Regions from separate parts of the Mus musculus genome. Here region 1 is linked to region 2. The links are chromatin contacts, called in public promoter capture Hi-C maps. All regions are on one chromosome and are shown on one strand. The core of a region is the stretch at or near the end of the contact, and the rest is flanking DNA. Distances in the headings are between cores, read along the strand shown.

Region 1 (5,176 bases), core at 690-3,189, 220 kb before region 2:
AAACAAAAAACAAAAACACAACAAAAGAAATTACAACTTTCTAATCTACATTGTACAGAATTCCCACCTATTTGCTAAACTGGTTCACTGGAACCTAGCAGGTATATGCCCTGCCAAGTAGGAAGACTTCTGTGGGTCCCTCTCTATTGCTACACTGGTAAAACACTTGCAATTCCCAAGGTTGCCAAGTGCCGGCAAACCTCCTTTCCTCTGCAGTTTCCCACAAAGCCACCATGTTCTCTCTGAAGCACGCATGAGGACATCAAGCATAGCTCAGACGCACCCTCAAGTATAGTGTCAACAGAAGGCCAGAGGAGCTCCACAAAGCAAACCCAAAGCTTTAAGTGGGTGAGTCTCATTTTTTTCTGCTCCAACTCCCCTCCCTTAGGTTTATGTCATTGTGAACCGTGACTCACCAAATGGCAATTCCAAGGTAGGGATTCATACAGAAACCCTCCTGAGCCTCTCTGATCTTCCCCACTATACTCACAATACAGGAATTATATTATTCAAAGCACAACCCAATTGCCCAGGTCATGCAAGGGCACTGCTGGGTATGAGGCAGATGTCAATGTCAGCACAGTACTTTGGTACCAGCCAGGCCAATCAAAGGAGGCGAGGGCAGTTTGAGCTCCAACTGGCTGCCTCACAACAGCTGACTGACAACATATTACCTTTCCCACGGGTCTGCATTCTTTCAGCCACATTTTGGTAAAAGTCCTGAGTACATTCTGACTGTTCCTCGATGCTTAAATCCTGGAATCAACAGACAATAGGTTGGTAAGCAGCTGAAGAGTTAGTTTGAGAACACCAAACCTGAGCAAGTCTCTCAAACACACTCCCTGCACTGAGCCGACTCTATAAGAACTTAAAAATCACACATATTCTGCAAGAAAGAAAAATCTACTATTTTTTTTTAAGATTTATTTATTAAATGTAAGTACACTGTAGCTGTCTTCAGACACCCCAGAAGAGGGCGTCAGATCTGGCTGTGAGCCACCATGTGGTTGCTGGGATTTGAACTCGGGACCTCTGGAAGAGCAGTCAGTGCTCTTAGCTGCTGAGCCACCCCTCCAGCCTGAGAGATCTCCTGTTGATGATCTTTACACATCACAGTAAGCATAGACAACCTGTGAGCGCTCTATTTCACATCACCACCCTCATCCTTACGATTTATTACTATTACTACTACTAGTGTTAATTTTTCCATGACAAGGTCTTTTTAGATTTTAATAGCTGTAACATGTAAGTTTTGGATCCTTTTTGAGTTGATTTTTTAAATACTCATTTTTTTTTTCACTTTAAAAAATGTCGATTACCCTCTAGTATCTCCATATTCATGGGTATAGCGATACTTCTATACAAGATTGGACCAAGGCATACGATCCTAGACTTGCCAATGTGCTATAGCAGGAATATTCAAATTCCTTCCCACTCATTACTTTGAAATACACCATGTGTCATGTGTCAACAACCATAGTTTTCCTGCTGTGCTTAAGGACATCAGAAAGGCTGGAGAGATGACCCAGAGGTGAGTTAGGAGGACCTGCTATACTTCCAGAGGACCAGGATTAAGTTCTAGCATCCACATCAGGAGACTCACAACAGCCTGGAGCTGCAGCTTCTGAGTTCCCCCACACTCTCTCTGACCTCCATGGGCATCTGCATGCATATACACATCCTGCCACGCAGACGCACACAGACACACACATACATACAAACATACATATACATACACACACACAAATACACACACCACACACACATAAACACCACACACATACATACACATACATACACACACACACATCACACACACACACACACACACACACATATACATGGGCATCTACACGCATATACACATACTGCCATGCAGACGCACACACACACACACAGCACTGGAGGTTTAACCTTGTACCTGGCTGGCCCTCTGTCTTGCTGCCCAGTACCTGGAGGCACTGTTTTGCAATCTGCTCCCACCATGTTGACTTTTTCAGCTTCTGTGTATAATGAGGACACATTGCTTCTAATTTTAGAACCAAGTCTGTGCTACTTCCTCCCAACTTCCTCAAGAAGTAAAGCCTGTTTGGATGAGTCTCTTCCTCTTGGCCATACCCTTCTGGTCTCTATAGTAACCAGACAGCTCAGACTACTATTTGGTTTAGAACAATTGAAGAGGGTGCTAGCAACTGGCTCAGTGGGCAGAGTGCCCCAGCCCAGTGTAAACCAGTGCTGTACACCCTGTGATTAAGCACTTGGAGGGAGAAGCAGGAAAATCAGGAGTTCAAGGCCAGCATAGGTTACATGAAACTTCGTCTCAAAAATAAATAAATACATACGAATGAAATGCTCAGCAAAATCTCTGTAAGGTACAGGAGGGCCCTCATATTCTGGGAAAGTGTGAGTGAAGATAAAGACACATTTCACACTATAATCTCTTCATCGAAACACAGAAAAAATACCTTCTCCATAAGTGTTAACACAAGGCAAACTGTAAGTTAATACAAAGTAACCAGTAGCAACTGTTTCTATTTTATTCATTTGTTTATTTAATTTTATGTGCATTGATGTTTTGCCTGCATATCTGTGTGAGGGTGTCAGAAGCCCTGGAATGGGAGTTACAGACTGTTGTGAGTAGCCATGTGGTTGCTGGGAATTGAACTCAGGACCTCTGGAAGAGCAGCCAGTGCTCTTAACCTCTGAGCCATCTCTCCAGCCTTTTGTTTTTTATTGTTGTTGTTTTGCTTGTTTGTTTTTTGAGTCAGGGTATCTCTATTATAGCCCAGTCTAGAACTCCTTCCCTATGTATACCAGGCTAGACTAGAACTTAAAAAAAAAAAAAAAAAAAAAAAAACACCCACCTCTGCCTTCCAAGTGCTGAGATTAAAGGTGGGAGCCAACATGCAAGGCAGAGGCAAATCTTCACAGAAAGGCTCTCCAGGAAACGAAACCAAAGCCATGAAACGACCAAAAGCTCCTCTATTACACTTGATCACTTCCTCAGGAGAGTGAGATCACAGAGTGCGGCTCACAAGAAAACTGGTGTCTTTGCTACACATGCACGAGCACCTCACGCATGCCTGGTGCCCTCAGAAGCAAGGTGTCAGGTCCACCATGCCAAGGGTGCTGAGAGCTGAGCCTGGATCCTCTTCAGCTCTCCAGCCCTAGAGTAATAGTGTTTTATAACCCGAACTAAGGGTCTAGAGAGCACTGGCTGTCCTTCACCGGCCAGGATAGTCCAGGCCAGCCTCTAACCCCCTGCTATCTGCTCATAAATGCGGAGATGAAAGCCATATGCCACCTTACCCAGCATATGATTTTTAGTTTTGAGACAGGCTCTCATTATTTTGTCCAATCAGTCTCAAACTTGTGGGCACAAGTAATCTTCCCCCTCAGCCTCCCAAGTGCTTAAAGTATATGCTCACATCTACACGCCCAACCTAATAGCACGCTTTAAACATGTTTCCATATAAACAGACTTGAAGAAAACAATTCTTCACCAAGCCATGAACCTCGTTAAATGAGATAACAGGGTTTTGAGATGATTGTCTCTCTGCATGTCCTCTGAGCTTTTTTTCTTCCTTTCCTTTTGAGATAAGATCTCCTGTGTAGCTCTGGCTGGCCTCCAACTCACAGAGAGGTCATCCACTTGCTTCTGTCTCCTGAGTGTACAGATTAAAAGCATGTGCCACAATGCCCAGGTTTCACCATACTTTAAAATTACTCCTGAAGGGCTAGAGTGATGACTCAGCAGTTAAAAGCACGGGCTGCTCTTCCACCCATTGGACCCAGGTTCAATTCCCAGCACCCATACAGCAGCTCACACCAGTTCAGAGGATCCAACGCCCTCTTCTGACCTCAGTGGGCCATGTAAGCACTAGGTACACAGACAGAAAAGAAAAGAAAAGAAAAGGAAAGGAAAGGAAAGGAAAGGAAAGGAAAGAAAAGAAAAGAAAAGAAAAGAAAAGAAAAGAAAAGAAAAGAAAAGGGCTTAGCAGTTAAGAGCACTGACTGCTCTTCCAGAGGTCCTGAGTTCAATTCTCAGCAACCACATGGTGGCTCACAACCATCCGTAATGGGATCCAGTGCCCTCTTCTGGTGTGTCTGAAGACAGTGACAGTGTACTCACATACATAAAATAAATAAATCTTAAAAAATAAATTACCCCCCATACCAACTTGAGAGAGAACGAGGTGGGGGGGGGGATGGAGTAAAAAAAGTGCAGAAAAGGCAAGCAAAATATCTATACACATAAAATAATAAAAATACTCTTTAAAATAAAATTACTCAAGACATGAGGCTATGTTCAAAGGTCAAAGGAAAGCTACAGAGAGTACACTACACAGGTGACCACACATACCATTGAACCCACAGTCAGTATTCTACCAAACTAAAGCTTAAGTCTCACAGTAAGATTACCTTTTCCAAGTTTTTTTGTTTGTTTGTTTGTGTTTGACACAGGGTTTCTATATGATGTGTGGTCCTGGATGGCCTCAAACTCAGGGGTCTGTCTCTGCCTCCCAAGTACTAAGATTAAAGGGTTTGCTACCACCCCTGGCTGTATCTTGTTTTATTTTTAGTTATGTGTACAAACGTGTGTGTATGTAGGGTATGCTCATAAGTGCAGAGCCAGCAGAGAGGTGAGTGTTGTGAAGCCTGTGTGTGTGTGTGTGTGTGTGTGTGTGTGTGTGTACATGAGTGCAGAGCCAGCAGAGAGGTGAGTGTTGTGAAGCCTCTGTGTGTGTATGTGTGTGTGTGTGTGTACATGAGTGCAGAGCCAGCAGACAGGTGAGTGTTGTGAAGCCTGTGTGTGTGTGTGTGTGTGTGTGTGTACATGAGTGCAGAGCCAGCAGACAAGTGAGTGTTGTGAAGCCTGTGTGTGTGTGTGTGTGTGTACATGAGTGCAGAGCCAGCAGACAGGTGAGTGTTGTGAAGCCTGTGTGTGTGTGTGTGTGTGTACATGAGTGCAGAGCCAGCAGACAGGTGAGTGTTGTGAAGCCTGTGTGTGTGTACATGAGTGCAGAGCCAGCAGAGAGGTGAGTGTTGTCAAACTTTTGGATCCCCAGAACAAGTAGAACCAGCTTCCTCCTGATTACTGAGCCATGTCTAGATAACCTTTTATAAGATTCTTTTATACAAGTTACATTCTAGCTTCTAATTTCCTTATTGAAAA
Region 2 (4,952 bases), core at 1,629-4,128:
CTTTCGAAGGTCCGGAGTTCAAATCCCAGCAACCACATGGTGGCTCACAACCATCTGTAAGGAGATCTGACTCCCTCTTCTGGAGTGTCTGAAGACAGCTACAGTGTATTTACATATAATAAATAAATAAATCTTTAAAAAAAAAAAGAGTAGCAACTGTTCAAAAAAAAAAAAAGTATGATGGGCGAAGTGCCCTGTGTCTGTACTGCCACTTGGGTGGAGGCAGTTGAGTTGCAGGATACACAGCCTGGGCTCTGTGAGATAAAGCACTTGCTGTGTGATGAGCTGAGTTCAAGTCCCCCCACCCCTTCCCGGACCCACATAATGCTGGGTGTGGTGGCACACATCTGTAACTCCGTTGTCCTATTAAAGGATGAGAATTAGAGACAGGAGGATCCGTTAGCTCTCAGGCCAGCCACGTGGTATACACACTGTGGTGAGCAAGAGACCTTATCTCAAAAGAAATGGAAGTTGAAGACTTTTTTTAAAGATTTATTTATTATTATTTATAAGTTCACTGTAGCTGTCTTCAGACACACCAGAAGAGGGTGTCAGATCTCATTACGGGTGGTTGTAAGCCATCATGTGGTGGCTGGGATTTGAACTCAGGACCTTAGGAAGAGCAGCTAGTGCTCTTACCCACTGAGCCATCTCATCAGCCCGGAAGTTGAAGACTTCTACAAGCATATACCCGTTCATATTCATACACACGAGTACCTATGTCATACACAAGATTTAAAAAAAAAAAATTCATTATGTGTATGTCTGTGTGTCTGTCTGGATATGTACGTGTGTCTGGGTCCTCACTAAGGGTAAAGGTATCAGACTCCCCTGGAGCTGGAATCACAAGTGATTTTCAGCCACCTCAGGTGCTGGGAACTGAACCTGGCCTCTGTGAGGACAGTATACCCTCTTTTTAACTTGTTTTTGTTTATGTATGTATGTATGTATGTATGTATGTATGTATGTATGTATGCACATTGGTGTTTTGCCTGCATATATGTTAGTGTGAGGGGGTCAGATGATTCCCTGGAACTGGAGTTGCAGATAGTTGTGCACCACCGTGTGGATGGTCGAAATGGAACCTGGGTCCTTTGGAAGGACAGCTAGTGCTCTTAAGCACCAAGCCATCTCTCCAGCCCCAACAAAAGTCAGTCCTAGTTCCACATACAGGAGTTAGGTCTGGATGAGTCTGCCTTCGAGGCCAGTCTGGGTTACATGCAGGCTATGTGGTAAGATCCTATCTTGAAAGAACCCCTCCTCCCGTACTCTCCTCCCCCCCCCCCCAAACTTCTCTAGAGCTAAGTACTCCCAGAGTACTTCAGCTTTAAGAACAGCTGGAGGACTGTGCCTTTAAAAGGGAATGTACTTGTTCTGTGAATGTGAGAAACAAAATTCAGAGCCTTACCACCCAGCTGGGTGCAAGGCTGGTGTGGCAGCATTCCTTTAACCCCAGTGCCCTGGAGGAGGAGATGGGATCCCCAGAGCTGAATGTCTCACCAGGCTTGCTGAAATAGCAAGAGACCCTGACTCGATTAAGGTAGCATAAAATTAAGGAGCACCTGATTCCCAACACAGGCAAGTGAAGAGATATGACAAACACTTTTACTAATTAAAGTTTTTACTTTCTTGTTTGGTTTTCCAGGCAGGGTTCCTCTGTGTAGCCCTGGCTGTCCTGGCACTTGATCTGTACACCAGGCTGGCCTCCAACTCACAGAAATCCTCCTGCCTCTGCCTCCTGAGTGCTGAGATTAAAGATGTGTGTCACCACCACCCTATAGGTTTTTACGCTTTCAAAGATTGTTCTTAAGACAGGGTCTCACAGTGTAGCCCTGGTTGGTCTGGAACTCTTGATCCTTTTTGTGTCGGCCTCTTGGATTAAAGACATGGGCCACCTTGATGACCCCCTCCCCAAGACAGGGATTCTCTGTGCAGCCCAGGCTGTCCCAGAACTCGTTCTGTAGACCAGGCTGGCCTCAAACTCAAGAGCTCCTCCTGCCTCTCCAGTGCTGTGACTAATGGCATACGCCAGCCACCACTGCCAGGCGTGTCCTTTAAAGTCTCTCTAATGCTAGCTGACATCAGACAGCAGGGTCTCTGAGCCAGCATCAGTTGAGTCCTGCAGTTAGTACAGCCCCGCATCAGGACAGATCTTTTAGTGGTGGTCGAGTGGATCTCACGTCAGGCCCGGCTCTGATACTCCTTTTGCGTTGAATCCCAGGACCCGCCTCGCATGTTCAGTGAGGAGTACCAGAAGGCTGTTCTGGAGAATTACCATTCAGTTCTGGATCAGAAACGTAAAGAATACGTGGTCGGAGAGCTCATCTGGAATTTCGCCGACTTCATGACGAACCAGTGTGAGTGTCTGTTGGGCTTAGGGATTGTTCTCAGGTCGGCGTTTCCCCGTCCTGGGCATTTGTAAGAATCCTAGAAGTGGGTTTGGGGAGATGGCTTAGGTAGTAAAGTACTTGCTTTGGTCTAGTTTACAGTGGTTAAAAGGAGAAAAGTAGGCTTCAGATTGGGTTGTACCTCCCTCCCCCAGCTTTGGATGGGCATCTGCTTGCTCCCTCCAACACGTGGGTGCCTGCGATTGAACTTTGGGGTGAGTAGGTTTCATAGCAAGTATCTTTACTTTCTGAGCCATCTTATCAGCCCTCCTTGGTGTGTTTGGGTTGTTTTGTTTTAGCACCGCTGAGAGTAATCGGAAACAAGAAGGGGATCTTCACTCGCCAGAGACAGCCCAAAACTTCGGCCTTTATTTTGCGAGAGAGATACTGGAGGATTGCCAACGAAACCGGAGGTCACGGTTCAGGGCCGAGAACCCAGTGTTTCGGAAGCAGACCGTTCACGTTCTAAAGTTACAACTACCTCACTGCAGACTCAAAGGTGTCCCCAGACACTTCCTGACACTAGTGTTTCTATTTGGGATTTTGTGAACTGATACAAGGGGACTTTAGAAGTGACATCAAAGCTTTTCTTCCGTGGGGATAATAACTTACAGTGCCTTAGGCTCAGTAATATGTCCTGCTGAGAGGTGTCCAAGATAATTTGTTAGTTTTTTGGCCTTGGCTTTGTGAACTCTTGAAAGCCTGCTGTGTGAACATTCTCACTAAATTAAGAGCTACTGGTGAGAGGCTGGAGTGAAGGCTGGCTCACAATTTAAGAGCACTGACTGTTCTACTGGAGGTTCCAGATTCAATTCCTAGCACCCACCTGGTGGCTAACTATGAGCTGGTCCTCCATTTCCCAGGTGATCCAAATGCCCTTTTGGCCCCTGCGGGTACCACATGTATGTGGTATGTGGATCTACATGTGGGGAAAAAAGTCATACATGCAAAATAAAAATGAATCTAAAAAAAAAAACTGTTTCTTTCGTTACTATCATTGTCGTCATTGCTGTTTGAGGCAGGGTTTTTCTGTGTAGCCCTGGCTGCCCTGGAACTTATTCTGTAGACACACTGGCCTCAAAATCAAGAGATCTACCTGGCTCCGCCTCCCAAGTGCTGGGATTAAAGGTGTTTGCCACTGCCGCCACCGCCACCACCACCACACAGCAAATTTGTTTTAAAGTGCTGTGACAGATTGTTCACTGCCCTGGGACGACCCCCATGCTTGACCATCTAAACAGGCTAGTCTTGACCCAGTGAGAGTGAAAGAGTCACTCACCAAATGCCACAGAGGAGCTGGGAGTGGTGGCACATGGTTTGAATCCTTAAGTTTAAGGCCAGCCTGGTCTACAAAGTGAGTTCTAGGATAGCAAGGGCTACACAGAGAAACTCCTGTCTTTAAAAAACAGGGAGGGGGTGCAGGGGAAGAAGAGACTATTGTTAGTTCAAATGGGAAGAAATTTTAGGGGTTCTGTATTTCATGTCACCATGGACCTCTTATATTTTTCAAAATACCCAAGTTTTGTGTCTTAGTTTAATATAATTTTTTAAATATTTTATTATTTTCTGTGTATGTTTGTGAGTCACATGTGCCTGGGCTGATGCAAATAAAGGCCAGAACATATTAGACCCTCTGGAACTGGAGTTATAGGTGTTTGTGAGCCACCATGTGGATGCTGGGAGTTGAACCCCAATCCTTTGGAAGAACATGGTCACTGGGCTGACCTTCGATGCTTTGGTCCTCCTGCCTGCCAAACGTGATGGGATCACAGATTCTATCACTCCCAGTTTACACCAAACCTAGGGCCTTACGCATCCACCCATGCAAACTATCAACAGGACTGACTCTCCAATCCAAGTCCTAAAGTTTCATGCAAAACACATCATTTATTCAGGGAAGGATGGATAAGTTAGATTTCAAAAGGACTCATCTTGTTTATAGATGTTACTTCTGTAGAGGACGGAGGAATGGAAACCTCAAAGCTATCCAGACGTCTTAAAACATTCTATGTGACATCTATTGTCTGCCCCCGCCCGCATCCCTTTTTCGTGTATGAGTGTTCTGCCTGCATATATGTCTGGGCACCACTGTATCTGCATGCCCTGTTTCTGTGGAGACCCGAGGAAGGCATCAGATCCCCAACAACTAGTTACAGATGGTTACGGAAATGTTACATGGGTGCTGGGAGCTAACCGTAGGTCCTCTCAAAGAACAGCCAGTGTTTTTTTTGTTTTTTCGAGACAGGGTTTCTCTGTGTAGCCCTGGCTGTCCTGGAACTCACTCTGTAGACCAGGCTGGCCTCGAACTCAGAAATCCGCCTGCCTCTGCCTCCCGAGTGCTGGGATTAAAGGCTTGCGCCACCACCGCCCAGCTCAGCCAGTGTTAACTGCTAAACCTTCCTCTGTTGTTTCTTGAGACAGGGTGTGGCACAGCCTAGGCTGGTCTCCTACTCAGTAAGTAGCTGAAGATGACATTCAACTTCTGTCTCCCAGGTACTGGGATGATAGGCATGTGTCACCAGTATCTATCTGGCTTACTGCCCCACTCTCCCTTTTTCCTTTTCC

The links. Capture Hi-C pulls out chosen DNA fragments and counts their contacts.
Region 1: a contact with region 2 is called in a promoter capture Hi-C map of liver. The contact joins two enhancer-like sites. A contact is called at or near these places in 5 of 39 promoter capture datasets (hematopoietic stem and progenitor cells, hippocampal neurons, liver and 2 more) and 4 of 9 other capture datasets (adipose tissue, embryonic stem cells, liver and 1 more).

Annotation. Positions count from the first base shown.
Region 1 is chr5:130,202,589-130,207,764 of GRCm38.p6, reverse strand. It overlaps Rabgef1 (RAB guanine nucleotide exchange factor (GEF) 1), which reads right to left. Exons shown (of 9, transcript NM_001199059.1): 5 at 675-756. Among named protein-coding and RNA genes, the nearest start is that of Tmem248, 17 kb to the left of the region's middle. Within about 2 kb of position 1,939, at least 59 of the 459 cell types and tissues checked have an H3K27ac peak or open chromatin away from gene starts, as enhancers often do. A contact at or near this core is called in liver, where this site is marked.
Region 2 is chr5:129,987,422-129,992,373 of GRCm38.p6, reverse strand. It overlaps Gusb (glucuronidase, beta), which reads left to right. Exons shown (of 12, transcript NM_010368.2): 11 at 2,222-2,357; 12 at 2,687-3,363. The coding sequence ends at 2,856. Among named protein-coding and RNA genes, the nearest start is that of Gusb, 13 kb to the left of the region's middle. Within about 2 kb of position 2,878, at least 9 of the 459 cell types and tissues checked have an H3K27ac peak or open chromatin away from gene starts, as enhancers often do. A contact at or near this core is called in liver, where this site is marked.